4 separate regions of the Sus scrofa genome follow, and regions 2, 3 and 4 are each linked to region 1. Evidence: chromatin contacts called from public Hi-C and targeted proximity ligation data. All regions are on one chromosome and are shown on one strand. The core of a region is the stretch at or near the end of the contact, and the rest is flanking DNA. Distances in the headings are between cores, read along the strand shown.

Evidence for each region. Hi-C and Micro-C count contacts between places; a contact is called where the count stands out from the background.
Region 2: a targeted proximity ligation map of skeletal muscle shows a contact between it and region 1. A contact is called at or near these places in 3 of 47 Hi-C or Micro-C datasets (embryonic fibroblasts, epiblast stem cells and liver) and 1 of 2 datasets of targeted methods (skeletal muscle).
Region 3: a contact with region 1 is called in a Hi-C map of liver, with 14 times the contacts expected there. A contact is called at or near these places in 1 of 47 Hi-C or Micro-C datasets (liver) and 1 of 2 datasets of targeted methods (skeletal muscle).
Region 4: a targeted proximity ligation map of skeletal muscle shows a contact between it and region 1, with 3 times the contacts expected there. A contact is called at or near these places in 14 of 47 Hi-C or Micro-C datasets (adipose tissue, alveolar macrophages, embryonic fibroblasts and 10 more) and 1 of 2 datasets of targeted methods (skeletal muscle).

The regions. Positions count from the first base shown.
Region 1 is chr5:11,732,027-11,735,429 of Sscrofa11.1, reverse strand. It overlaps a transcript of RBFOX2 not described here. Among named protein-coding and RNA genes, the nearest start is that of RBFOX2, 75 kb to the left of the region's middle.
Region 2 is chr5:11,918,973-11,922,375 of Sscrofa11.1, reverse strand. It overlaps LOC100518305 (apolipoprotein L6), which reads left to right. Exons shown (of 6, transcript XM_003126069.6): 3 at 1-267; 4 at 269-383; 5 at 1,485-1,582; 6 at 1,988-2,257. The coding sequence ends at 2,021. Among named protein-coding and RNA genes, the nearest start is that of SYN3, 97 kb to the left of the region's middle.
Region 3 is chr5:11,866,975-11,870,377 of Sscrofa11.1, reverse strand. All of the region lies in intron 4 of RBFOX2 (RNA binding protein, fox-1 homolog (C. elegans) 2), which reads right to left. Among named protein-coding and RNA genes, the nearest start is that of RBFOX2, 60 kb to the right of the region's middle.
Region 4 is chr5:11,603,177-11,606,579 of Sscrofa11.1, reverse strand. No RefSeq gene overlaps it. Among named protein-coding and RNA genes, the nearest start is that of RBFOX2, 200 kb to the left of the region's middle.

The sequences.
Region 1 (3,403 bases), core at 655-3,154:
CCCTTTGTTCCTGCTCTGCCATCCCAAAGCCAAATCTAATCACACTGTGCTACGCACGCCCTTCACTAACACAGACGTCTCATTTATAAATCCCAGGGAGCACAAGTGACTCAGCTCCCTTTCGCAGGAATGTTCAGCAAATTAACTACTCAAGGAGGTTCCGCGTGGTTATTAAAAACACAGGCTTCAGTGTCAGACAGGCCTCAGTTTAAATACCTGTTCCACCGCTTTCCAGCTCTGTGACCCAGACCTCCCCAAAGCTCAGATGCTTCAGACTCGGCTTCTTCCGTCTGCCTGAGAGGGAGAGCTGGAGGAATGGTGAGGAACTGAGGGGGTGTGTACACGTGTACTCAGCACAGCACTCATGTGCGGTAAGCATTCAATAAACAGTGGCTGTCACGATAAATTATCACTGAGGCCTATGAAACAACTTCTGAAGAGAAATCACGCTGCCAGCTGTCAACAGTATGAGCGGTTCTGCCCCTTGCCCAGCCCGTCACAACACGAGAATATGCCAAAGATGGCTTTCTACCTGCTGAGCAGGGGAGAGTGACGGACACAACCTCCCATGCGGAGCACACAGGGCTGAGAGAGGATGTGACTCAGAAGCGACAGCGAAGTGATGAGGAGGAGGGGACAGTTCTGGGGGGGGGGTCTCAGCAGGGAACTTCCACGCAGCTTGTGTTCCACTGTGCAGGGAGGCGCTGCTTTTAGTCCTGGTCCCAGCAGTTTGGGTCACACTGCATGGCTGGGTCAGGGTCCTGGCACAGGCGTGCTGGGAGGCGAGGCCCCATCAGGCCAAAGTCAGCCCGTGCACAGAGCCACAGCCACACGCAAACCTTTCCAGGCAGGCACCACAGGGCGACCGTTTGTTGGGCGGGAGCAGCAGCATACAGATTTCCTGGCAAGCAGACCCGGGGCTCTCAGGAATCACAACCATGTAATCAAAAGCACGTACGCCCCTCGGACACGGCGCCCTGGGGAAGGCCCAAGGAGCTGGGTTCTTTCCCTTGGTGGCACCCAAACTCATCCACCGGTGCTCTCGCTCTTTCTCGCTTCTAGATTTTCCCCATCACAGCCCCCACCCGTCAAAGCCTCACATACACCTTAAAGCCCACGCTGCTGATGGCGTGGAGCGAGCCTAAGCCGCCCTCTAATCATGAGTGCATCCACCAGGTCACAGTGTCACACTAAGGAAAAGCACTGAACTGAGAGTAAGGGCTTGGTGTCACACACGCAGCTCTGCCACTGGCAAGAGCTCCACGAATATAAGCCTTGGGTAAGTCACCTCACCTCTCTGGACTCAGTTTCCCCACCTGCAGCACAAGGGCACCGTGACGAAATCCAGCTCTGACACCTGATTTACGACCTGAGGGCCACACCTCCTCTGATGCCTACCCTGGTTCTTGTTCCCGCGTTAGGGGAGACGTGCCACAGAAGAGCCAGGGGATTAGGACAAGTGATAACAAGCCACTCTCTGAACTATCCTGAAAGTTCAGACACAGTGGAAAGCCAGCCACACGCTGAAAGGTGCTGCAACTAACAGCCCTAACCCTGACCATTCATTTCATGAAGGTCAGGACTCTCTGTTCCTTGGCAGGTAAACCAGGAAAGAAAGCAAGAGAAAGCAACGGGACCACAGTAAAGCTACCTGGAGCCCGGAAGGGCACATGGCTAGCTAAAAGGGCCCTCTGAACACTACGCTGAGAAGGACGGACAGGGGACCTTAGGGTAAGCACTCATTCCAAAAATATGGGAATGACGGTTGCTATTTCTGGCCAATGGATCAGGACCTGAAAGATGGGTGTCATCTCCACTGAACAAATCGGACAGTCAGGAATAATCTTGCAGCTGCCAGCACTCAACAAACTGGCAGCTCTTTAGCGAGGACTCTCTGGGGACACAGAGCTGCAGTAACCAAGGGAAATGTATCCAGATTAGATCAGCAAAGGCCTCTCCATTTCCACACGAGGTATTGTAGGGGCAATGACACTGGCCAACACACAAGATGTGCACAATGAGCTCCCTGAATGCTGCACACGTCCAGGTCACAAGAGCTGCCACTGGGCTACAAATGGCTCATGAAGCCACAGATGCCAAGTGTCCTATTTACCTTTGCCTTTGGTTACAAGTCCTCAAGAGGGATGATGGGTTTGCTTCTCACAGCAGGGCCTATTCCGTCCACTTTAAATTGGGAAGGATTCTTACTTGTCTCATTCCCTTTAGCTTTCTCTTCCCTTCCTCTTCTCTTTTCCTTTCTCTTATTTATAAAAGTAAAAATATGATGTGTCCATACAACAGAATATTATTTAGCAACAAAAAAGAATAAAGTCCTGATAAATGCTACAACATGAAGGGGCCCTGAAGACATTCTGCTCAGCAAAAGAGGACAGAAACAACACCCTGCACATTATATTGAGTCTATTTATATGAAATATCCAGAACAGGAAGAATCTATAGAGAGAGAAAGTAGACCATGGTTGCCTAGAGTTTGGGGGGCCGAGGAGGACAGAGGAATCAGAAAATGATGACCAAGAGGTACATGGCGTCTTTTTGGCATGACAAAGACTCCAAGAACATACTAAAAAAGCCACCGAGTTGTGTGTTTTCAATGAGTGAATTGTAGAATACCAAATTATCTCTCAGGAGTTCCCATCGTGGCTCAGTGGTCAACGAATCCAACTAGGAACCATGAGGTTGTAGGTTTGATCCCTGGCCTTGCTCAGCGGGTTAAGGATCCGGCATTGCCGTGAGCTGTGGTGTAGATTGCAGACTTGGCACAGATCTGGCGTTGCAGTGGCTGTGATGTAGGCCGGTGGCTACAACTCTGATTAGACCCCTAGCCTGGGAACCTCCATATGCCGCAGGTGCGGCCCCAGAAAAGACAAAAAGACAAAAAAAACACAAAATTTCTATCTCAATAAATCTGTTAAAAGAGGCCTCGAAGGAATTACAACCTCCTTTAGGAAGCGACATTTAATGAGGGAGAGCTGACTCTCCTGACCCTCCCCTGCCCTTGCTCCTTCCTATCCACCTCCTGTTCCCCTTTCCCAAGATAGCTGGGCTGCTGGGCTGGGTGGTAGCTTTGCTGAATCTTAGAGTCTATTCCTGCTCCATTATGACTTTACTGTCCTTCCTTCCACAGCTGGTTTCCCAGTGTTCCTGAAGAGATAATAAAACCACCCCCCACCCCACCGCCAGCAGTGGCTAATGGCCTGCCACACCATGAAAAAAGAATGAAAATAGGGAGCTCCCTTGTGGCTCAGCAGGTTAAGGACCCACCGTTGTCAGGGCAGTGTCTCGGGTCGCTGCTGTGGCAGAGATTTCATTCCTGGCCTGGGAACTTACACATGCCACAGGCATGGCCAAAAAAAAAAAAAGAAAGAAAAATGTTATGAAGATA
Region 2 (3,403 bases), core at 561-3,060, 190 kb before region 1:
TGTCACGGCTGCCAAAAAAGTGGTCCAGAATTGTGGCCGCACCATCGAGATGGGCATCTGTGCCTTTCAGATGGCCAGCGCTCACCCACGCCTGGCCACCATTGCCAAGCGTCTCCTGACCACGGGGCAAGTCTCAGCCCAGAGGAGCAGGCAGGTACAAAGGGCCTTGGAGGGAGTCGCGCAGCTGATGAAAGCAAACGCTCCCTTGCTGAGGATGGCGATGGCTGGCTTTTATCTCAGCGCAGACTTGCTCTCCCTCCTGAAGGATGGAGCAGCTGAAGGAAGGGGCAAAAACAGAGCTGGCAGAAGAGCTAAGGGTCCAGGCTCGGGCGCTGGAAAGGAAGCTGAAAGAACTCACCCAGTGCTTCGAAAGCCTGCAGCAGGTGAGGCTGTGGTTTCGCTCATGGTGGCGCTGGAGGAAGGGGATGCTCTAACTGGAGCTTATGGGCCCCGGGTTTGTGGGAAGGGGGATGAGGAATCCGGTGTGTGTGGAGTTTGCATGGATGTTTCCTGAAGATGGGGGGTGTCCGGTGGCCCTGGAGGTCCAAACAGATCATCTTGGAGACAGTGACACAGGTCCTGGGCAGGCCTGCTGGTGTCTGCGTCTCCCTCGGTGCTCCTTGAGGTCCACGTGCTGGGAAGAGGGTCTTCCGGGTTGCACAGAAGAGGACACTGAGCCACAGGGAGGGTCATGGACTGGAATTCATCCCCTTAACATTTAGATGTGGCAGCTCTAAGCCCCAAGCTGAGGTTTTGGAGACCAGGCCTTTGGGAGGTGATTGGAGTTGAATGAAGTTGTGGGGGCAGGGCCCTTAACCTAGGGTGCTGGTGTCCTTGAAAAGGAGGAGGAGGGAGTTCCTGCTGTGGCTTAGTGGTAATGCACCTGACTAGCAACCATGAGAATGGGGGTTCGATCTCTGGTCTGGCTCAGGTTAAGGATCCGGCATTGCCGTGAGCTGGGGTGTAGGTCGTAGGCACAGCTGGGCTCCCGCTTTGCTGTGGCTGTGGCTGTGGCCGGCAGCTGCAGCTCCCATTCGACCCCTAGTCTGGAAACATCTGTATGCTGTGGGTGGGGCCCTAAAAAGCCAAAAAATAAATAAATAAATAAAAATTTAAAAAAAAAAGAGGAGGAGGAGGAAACACAGAGCTCTCTCTCTGCCTGCACCAGTGCAGAGGAAAGGCCACATGGGGACAAGGCGGCAAGCCAGGAAGAGCCCTCCCCAGGAGCTGAATCAGCCGGTGCCTGGATCTGGGGCTGGCAGCCTCCAGAACTCTGCGAAAAGACATTTCTGTTGCTTGAGCCCCGGCGTGTGGGGCTCTGTTGGGACAGGGAGCTTATGGAATTTGCCAAGTGCTGGCAGCCACGTGCAGGGAGAGTCAGGATACCAGCCGGGGAGCCTGACCTCCGAGCCTGGATCGCCACACCCTGCCACCCGGGAGCCTTCAGAAGCTTTCCTCTGATTGGTTTTTCTGTTTCTTTCCAGAAACTCTCGCAGGAAGAAAAGCCTTTGAGCTCCGCTTTGGAGGGAACCACGGGGACTGTGTCTCGCCCCCGGCCAGGCGTGGGGAAGCAGGATCCCAGGTGACAGAGAGGACAAGACAGTTGAGCCCAGGGGCCGCTGAGGGGATACAAGGGGGCCAGGTGGGGGATGGGCAAGGCTGGCAGAGGAGGTGGCTGGACGGAGGTCCATGGGGGCCTAAGGGCGCTGTTAGCTAGAGAGTGTCACTGTCACTTAGTGGAGGTCGGCCTGTCCCCTCCCTCCTTCCTGTGACTCATTCCCTTCACCCCTCTGGCCTCGCATGCACTTGCGTGCACTGCCAGTCGCCCGTCGCTAGTGGGTGTTCAACATGCATCCTTTGACGCCGGGCTCGACGGTAAGTGGTGACCCGAGACAGAAGGGTTCCTGGATGAAGGGTTTGTTGCCTGCTCTCTTTTATATCAACTCACCCCCTGTTGCCTTTCCATCCTCCTCCTGCACCTGGGCAGTAATGGCTGGAGAAGATCCTGGGTTTGCCCATAAAAGATGTCACTCACACCTGCTCGATCAGATTCTGCTCAGGAAGGAACTCCTCCATCGTCCCCAGGACCCAAGTTCTCGAAACTTCTCAGGACCTCGGAAGCTGCAGGAACTCTCCTGGCCCCAGTCGCCCATCTCACACCTATTTTTTCTTCTCTGTTTCAGCCACTATTTTGAAAGTAGTGCCTGGCTGATGAAATGCAACTTTAAAATTTAGGAAAGTAAAGATGGGGTTAGAAGTTCTCTTGTGGCGCAACGGGTTAAGGTTTTGGTGTTGTGGCTGCAGTGGCTCTGGTTGCTGCTGTGGCACAGGTTCGATCCCTGGCCCAGGGACTTCCATATGCCGAGGGCTTGGCCAAAAAAGAAAGAAAGAAAGGGAGGGAGGGAGGAAGGGAGAGAGGGAGAGAGAGAGAGAAAGAAAGACAAGAAAGAAAAAAAAGGAAGGAAGGAAGAAAGAAGGAAGGAAGGACTGGGGGTGGAAACAGCGTCCCAATCCAGGATGACAATGGCTGGAATTTTGGCATAGAACTTTCTTCCTGTGCTGTTCTTTTGCTTGCTTTGGATGTCACTGCCTGCTGGGGACAGCACCCACCCACCCACCCAAGGCTGCCCGGTGAAATAGATTTTTTTTTTTGTAACCCACTGAATTTTCTTTCTCTTTCATTCTCAATTCTCTCATTTGCTTACAGATCTGTAACTTTGCTGTTTTCACTGAACAATATTTTCTACCATTCCACCTTTCACTTAGTCTGTCTTTCTCTCTCTTTCTTCCTTCCTTCCTTCCTTTCTTTCTTTCTTTTCTTTCTTTCCTTTTTAGGGCCGTACCTGCAGCATATGGAGGTTCTCAGGCTAGGGGTCAAATCAGAGCTATAGCCGCTGGCCTACGCCACAGCCACAGCAACACCAGATCTGAGCCTCGTCTGCGACCTACACCATAGCTCATGGCAACGCTGGATCCTTAACCCACTGAGCAAGGCCAGGAACTGAACACGAAACCTTGTGGTTCCTAGTCAGATTTGTTTCCACTGTGCCAGGCCGGGAACTCCTCCTTAGTTTTTATAGACATTTTTTCTTTATGTTGCAAAATACTCTCCTGACTGTACATACATAATATTTTAGTTGGACATATATTAGTCATCACTTTGTTATGTAGCCAAAGTCAGCTCAAACTAGCTTCTGCAAAAGAAAGGAATTTATTGGTTCATGTACTTAAAAAGCTTAAGGCAACCGTGGGCTTCAGGCGTGCCTGGATCCAGAGGATGAAAATGATGTCATCAGGCATCTGTCTTTCCATTTCTCAAACAGGCTTGCAGCCAGGTTCAGGCACCATGGCCTCAGCACCCTCGTATGTGTGGTCCCCTGGCTGGGGGCGCCCAGGTGGAAAG
Region 3 (3,403 bases), core at 253-2,752, 140 kb before region 1:
CAAAACAAAAACTTTATGAAAAATATAAATGTTTAAATCTGTGGATTTCTTTTTAAAATAAGCTTGATATTTATTACAAACAAATTGTTATAGGACTGAGTGATAATGAACAGGATGGTGAAAGGTCTGAATTTCAACAACGGAATAAACTCTCTGTCCCTAAAAGTATCCAGCAGATTGTGATGGAACATGATGGAGGATAATGTGATATATATATATGGCTGGGTCACTTTGCCATACAGTAGAAATTGACAGAGCACTGTAAATCAACTATAATGGAAACAATAATCATAAAATTGAAAAAAAAAAAAGAATACAAAAAAAGTATCCAGCAGAGAATACACAGTGAAGAGTCCTGGTTATTAAACAAGGTGACCACTGTTTAGGGTTCTGTTTAAGACTCTGAGAAGAAAGACTGGAAGGAAATGCACGAGAATATTGTGAATATTCTCCTTAATGAATTGTGCATGCTTTTTTCCTTCCTATTTCTAATTCATGTTTGTCTTTTTTTATAATGCTTCCTTAAAAAGTGCTTTTGAAAAGTTGTTACTCAAAGGATCTACAAGGAGAGTGGCAATATAATTTATTGTTCAAACTAGGGCACTTTGAGGGAGAGAGGGGATATTATTAATAATTATGCTATGGCAACAGGTATAAACTGGGAACTATGTAGGATAAATGAGGGTATATGGCTGCTCTCTCTACAGTATCTTCTTACTGTTTGTATTAATACTTTGTCATGACCGGTGCAATCTGGAAAATCAATAAAGCTATGCATAGCTGTATAGTCATTTTTCCAGATTCTTTTTTTTTTTTTTTTTTTTTTTTGGTCTTTTTGCCATTTCTAGGGCTGCTCCCATGGTATATGGAGGTTCCCAGGCTAGGGGTCTAATCAGAGCTGCAGCCACCAGCCTATGCCAGAGCCACAGCAACGAGGGATCTGAGCCGCATCTGCAACCTACACCACAGCTCACGGCAACGCTGGATCCTTAACCCACTGAGCAAGGCCAGGGATCGAACCCTCAAGCTCATGGTTCTTAGTTGGATTCATTACCCACTGAGCCACGACGGGATCTCCCATTTTCCTAGATTCTATTTGAATATGTTAGTTAATTTTTTGTTAGGGGTGCCATTTTTCATCACATATCTTAACTGAACATTTTCAAAAAGATGGTCTATTTTGCTTCAGTTAATCAAAGAAAAATTAAATGGCTGATTGTTTTTTATAAAGGAGTGGGGAGTAAAAAGATGATTTTCAAAAATCACATGAAATAATTTATATATCTATATACACATGTGCACATAAATGATTTAAATTCACTCCATAAAAATAAAATTTGGAATATGAAGGTCAAAGAAGAAAGAAGGAAAATAGTCAACAACAGAGAAACGACCACCTCCTGGAGCACAGAAAATCTACTCTCCAGGCAAGCTGGAAGGTAGAACACCACAGGCGGGGAAGGAAAGGGCAGGGCAGAAAAACAGTGTTCACTTATGTGTACAACCGAGTATCATCTCAAAACCAGGGCCAAGAATTTCATCAGAATAAGACATGGTGTAACAAAGGATTGCTTTTTGTTTTGTGGTCATTTATTTGGTTAAAAACTGTTCTACTGTAAATATTACTTATCTCTAAAAACTTGGCTTTTCCATTACTGTTTCAAAAAAAAATTCAATAAAGCTAATTTCTGTACAGAAAAGCACTCTGTTAAGACTGAGCAATTCTTTTTTTTGGCCATGCCTGAGGCACGTGGAATGTGGAAGTTCCTGGGCCAGGGGTCAGATCCATGCCACTGCTTCAGTGCCAATGTTGGATCCTTAACCTACTGAGCCAAAAAACCCTCCAAGAGTGAGCAATTCTTAACAATGGAACCACAGGAGTCTCTTCTTCTCTGATTCCTTTCAAGACATACTGTAATTTTAGACACAAAAGAAACGAGAAACTAAACTTAATTTACAAAAAGAAAAATACTCATTAATTTATCTTAGGTGGATTCCAGAAGGGGCATCTAGGTTTTGATGCCAAAATTAATCTCTAGCCCATTCCAGCAAAGAACTTTAGATAACAGTTAAGAAGGGCAAAGATGAAGTCAGGTTTTGTACCAGTTCTGGAAGGTAATTCTGAATTCTGTACTTTGTTCTAAAAACATTTTCCAATTAGTACATGGTCTGACTACCCTTCAGCAGCCCAAAGAAAAAGGGGCAGTGAGGACACAGCATCAAGCTGAGAGAAGCAGCATATACTCTGGGTTTTGAGAAAAGAGAAAAGGAAGGCTTGTGTCATTTAAAAAGAAAATTACAGGGGAGAAGCAATTGAATTGGGTAAATTAAAAAATTTTGGGTAGTAGGCAAATCCTTGAAGTCAATGGAAGAAGCCTTAGAAAGATCAATTTCCTTTGCTTCACAAGAATTCAATCAAATTATTTTCTTGGTAAGGAGCAAGTCCTCAATGCCTGATGGAATTATACTGGGCTTCCGGTTGTTAGTCTCACTAAGAATATTCCAGACACATACACTTAAAACAAAAAATATTTTAACTATCAGTTTAAGATAAACAGTGTGGTCAATAATTTTCCTGATTTCACATTCATGTGCTTCTCATCTCTAAACCATTGTTATTTTTCTATCTTGTATCTAAAAAGGTCGTAAAAAATAAAAGCAAACTATTCAACAAAGGAACAGAAATCCATTGTGAGGAAATTACAAGTATAAATTGTTTTACTGGTTACAGCTTGAATAGATGTCACTTTAAAAATACTTACCAAGTTAAGTGCTGGAGAAAATTCTGTATAAGCATATTATTTTTTTTTTGTTTTAACTGAAAACTGGAAGCTTAGGGTATAATTACCTCTTTAATAATTAACAAATAATGATTACAGTCAGAATTAAACACTTTTAGTGTTGATGCATTCTATAAAGGAAGGGAATAATAGTCAGGAGCATTAGAAAAGTGCACACATTTTCATTAGCAGAGATGGGGGCAGGAGGTATATGTAATTCTGTAGATATGTTATTTTTATTTTGTTGTCCTTTTAGGGCCACTCCTGTGCAGCACATGGAGGATCCCAGGCTAGAGGCTGAATCGAGCTACAGCTGCCAGCCACAGCCACAGCCACTCCAGATCCAAGCCTCGTCTGTGACCTACACCACAGCTCACGGCAACACTGGATCCTTAACCCACTGAGAAAGGGCAGGGATCGAACCAGTATCCTCATGGATGCTAGTCAGATTCGTTTCCACTGAGCCACGATGGGAACTCTCTAGATATGTTATTAATTCCCAAAGTATAGTGAATTTGGAGCAGGAAACTGAAGAGAGGGAAATATTAATTAACTTATTTATTTGCTTTATTTAGCTTTCCTCAAATTAACATTCTTAGAAATTAAATCATAGCCAAGGGCTA
Region 4 (3,403 bases), core at 615-3,114, 130 kb after region 1:
TCAAATGTAATGAGTATTCTTTTTTTTTTTTTTAGGGCTGCACCCTCGGCATATGGAGGTTCCCAGGCAAGGGGTCAAATCAAAGCTGCATCTGCTACCTACACCACAGCTCACGGCAACACTGGATCTTTAATCCACTGAGCAAGGCCAGGGATCGAACCTGCAATCTCATGGTTCCTAGTCGGATTCGTTTCCACTGAACCATGATGGGAACTCCCTCTACTTTTCTTTAAAATTAATATAAAAGTATTTAAAATATTCTTACTTTTCATTCCTTTCTCTTTTTTGGGCCGTGTTTATGGCAAGACCTGAGGCACTACAGTGACAATACTGGATCCTTAACCCACTGAGCCACAAGGGAATTCCACTTTTAATATCTAATACAGTAACCATTCAGGTCCAAGATGTGGCTCAGATCCCGCATTGCTGTGGCTCTGGTGTAGGCTGGCGGCTACAGCTCCAATTGGACCCCTAGCCTGGGAACATCCATATGCCGTGGGTGCGGCCCTAAAAAAGACAAAAAGACAAAAAGACAAAAAAAAAAAAAAAGATTGCAAAGAGAATCTAAGGACGAAACATTTGATTAATGCAAGCAAAGAGCAGTCAGCAGCAAATTGGAACAAGAGAAGAGATTTTGTTCTCAAAAGATCCTTCTAGAAGCAATGTGGAAGCCAGGTGAAAGTGGAACCAGGTTGCAGGCAGGTACTCCAGCCAGGGAATGAAACGTGATGAGGAGAGAATAATGAGTGTAGCAACCGGGATGGGAGAGGAAAGGATTTGGAGAAGGAATATTCCAGAAGTAGAAATGTCAGGATGTGCTGATTATCCACCCCTGCCCTACCATTATTCCTACCTCAGCAAGCATCACTTTCATCTGTATTCTTTTTAGTCTTGGCTGATGGTCAAGTGGGCATCAAGCTTAATGTGCCCCAAAATAGACCCGATTTCCGCTACCCCAGACCTGCTTATTTTACAGTTGGGAAAACCAAGGCTCACAGAACTTAAGAACTAACCAGGGTCCTGTGTATAAACAGAAACAAGATCGGTGCCCTGGTCTCAGGTTTGCTTGTTTCTAAAACTTAGGCTCCTTCCCTGACCCCAGCCTCCCTGTCTTCATGCATGGTGGGGGCCTTTGGGGCCCGAGGTGCATGCAGTTTCTGATGAACTCACTGAAAGGCCCATAGGGTCAGGGGACCAGGGGCTGTCTGTTGACCTTCCAGGCAGAGCTGGAATCTGAGGACACCAGTTTGGTCCAAAAGCCCTGGCTGGGGAGTTGGTAAAGGGGAAAATATTTTTAACAAAATCCTAAGAGGTGTTGGTTTTTTTATCCCGATCTTCTGCTATCCCTCCAGTCTGCCCTGGCCAGTGTCAGTCACTGCGGCTCAAATTAAGCCTCATTAACGGAGAGGCAAGGCCTGGTGATCCCCGGGTGATTTAACCACAGAGTCCTTGAAAACATCAGACCCTGGGGACTCACAAGGGCTGCCTTCCAGTCAGACATCACAGAGTGGTCTGCAGAGGCCAAAAGAAGCTACATCAGGAAAAAGGGAGAGAGGCACGATCAATCTAAAGACCTTTTTATTCTGGGACTAAAGTGAGGCGGGCAGAGGTCGAACAAGCCTGGCTCCAAAGAACTCCCAGCCGGGCTAGGAAACGAGACGGTCACGTGACCGGCGTCCCCTCGGCTGTCCATGCAAATGAAACCGCGACCGCAGTATTACCCCGAATCGCAAGCTCTGGAGGTCCCTACCCATTTCATTACTGGGAGCGCCGCGTTTTCCTTGCATTTTCCAAGAACGCGCAGGGGTGCGGACACATGCTGGAGTCGCGGCCCGCGCGCTGCCTGCGGGCGGAGCGCCCCCTAGAGGCCGTCGGCTGCCGGCTCCCTCCCGCTGCGTAAAGAGGTGCTGGGGCTCCGCTCTGCTTAGGAGGCGCGGGAGCCCCGGAAAGCCCGTCCAAACGGTACCTTTTGAATGAGAGGGAGAGGAAACGGCTTCCCTTTGTGTTACCCTCTGAACCATAGTAAAGCGGCCAGGGATCCGAAAGGTTGTTTCCTATCCGTTTCCCCTATTTCTTCCGAGGTGGGATGGGGCGCGGCGCGGGCGGGGGGGGGGGGGGGATGCTGCCAGGAAGGGTTTGAGGGTGAGCGGCCCATGTGCTTCACTGTCTCCTTCTCCAGGCGCTCAGGGCAGGGAAATCTACAGCTCCCTCTGAAAGCTGGAGATCTGAGACCCCAGAGTTCCAGCATCCAGCACGGGGAGGGAGCAGGAGGAGAGACTATTTACTGACCGTTCCCTGTGGGCCACTGTTATAAGCACTTTTCACATATGCCTGCGCCTTTGATCCGCACAGCAACGGTATGAGGCAGATACTGCTATCAGCCCCATTTCACAGTCAGGCTTGGGGAGGTTAAGTGATTGCCCGATGTCCCACAGCTACTGAGGGCAGAGCAGGGTTCAAGTCCAGGCGAGGTGGCCCTGCAGGCCCGCTCTTCCTCACCGGGAGCTGGTTGTGAGGAGGCCCTCTGGCCTGAGGCCCCCACCCCCCGGAGGCTGGCCGGGAGGAACACAGGTTGAAATGATGACCGTTGTGGTCCGATTTATGTCTCAGGGGAGGCTATGGGCTCAGTTGATCAAACACTAGGTGTTGGTGTGAAGTATTTCATAGATAATGATTAATCTACAATCAGTTTACTTTTCGTCTTTTCCTTTGAAGGGCCATATCTGTGGCATATGGAAGCTCCCAGGCTAGGGTTGGAATCAGCGCTGCATCTGAGGCCTAGGCCACAGCCACAGCAACTGCCACATCCACTCGTGTTTGTGACCTGTGCCACAGCTTGCAGCAACACAGGATCCTTAACCCACTGAGGGAGGCCAGGGACGGAACCCGAATCCTCATGGGTACTAGTCAGGTTCTTAACCCGCTGAGCCACAATGGGAACTCCTGGGAAGGCTTTGAGAGCAGAACTGAAGCTTCGTTGAAGAAGAAATTCCACCCATGGACCGCAGTTGCAGCTCATGTTTGAGAGTCCCTGCCTTCCTGACAACCTGCCCTAGAGATTCTGGGCATGCCTACCAGCTCCCACAACTGCATAAATCAATTCCTTGCAATACATCTCTCAATATCCTACTGGTCATGTTTCCCCTGTTGAATCCCGAATGATGCAGTGAACAAAGACCACGTAGAGGCCTGTGAGGATGGGTGATCACACCCCTCCCTAGGACATGCTTCAGGGGGCGTCCCCTCCAATGGCTAGCTGCCATCCTGGGGACAGCTGGAAAATCCCCAATGGAATGAGATAAGAAATTTAGCTCAGATATTGAAAAAGGAAGGAAGAGACATTTTTGCACTCCCAAGTGTATGGGCCAAGTAGATCCACACCTGTTACACCATTGAAACACCC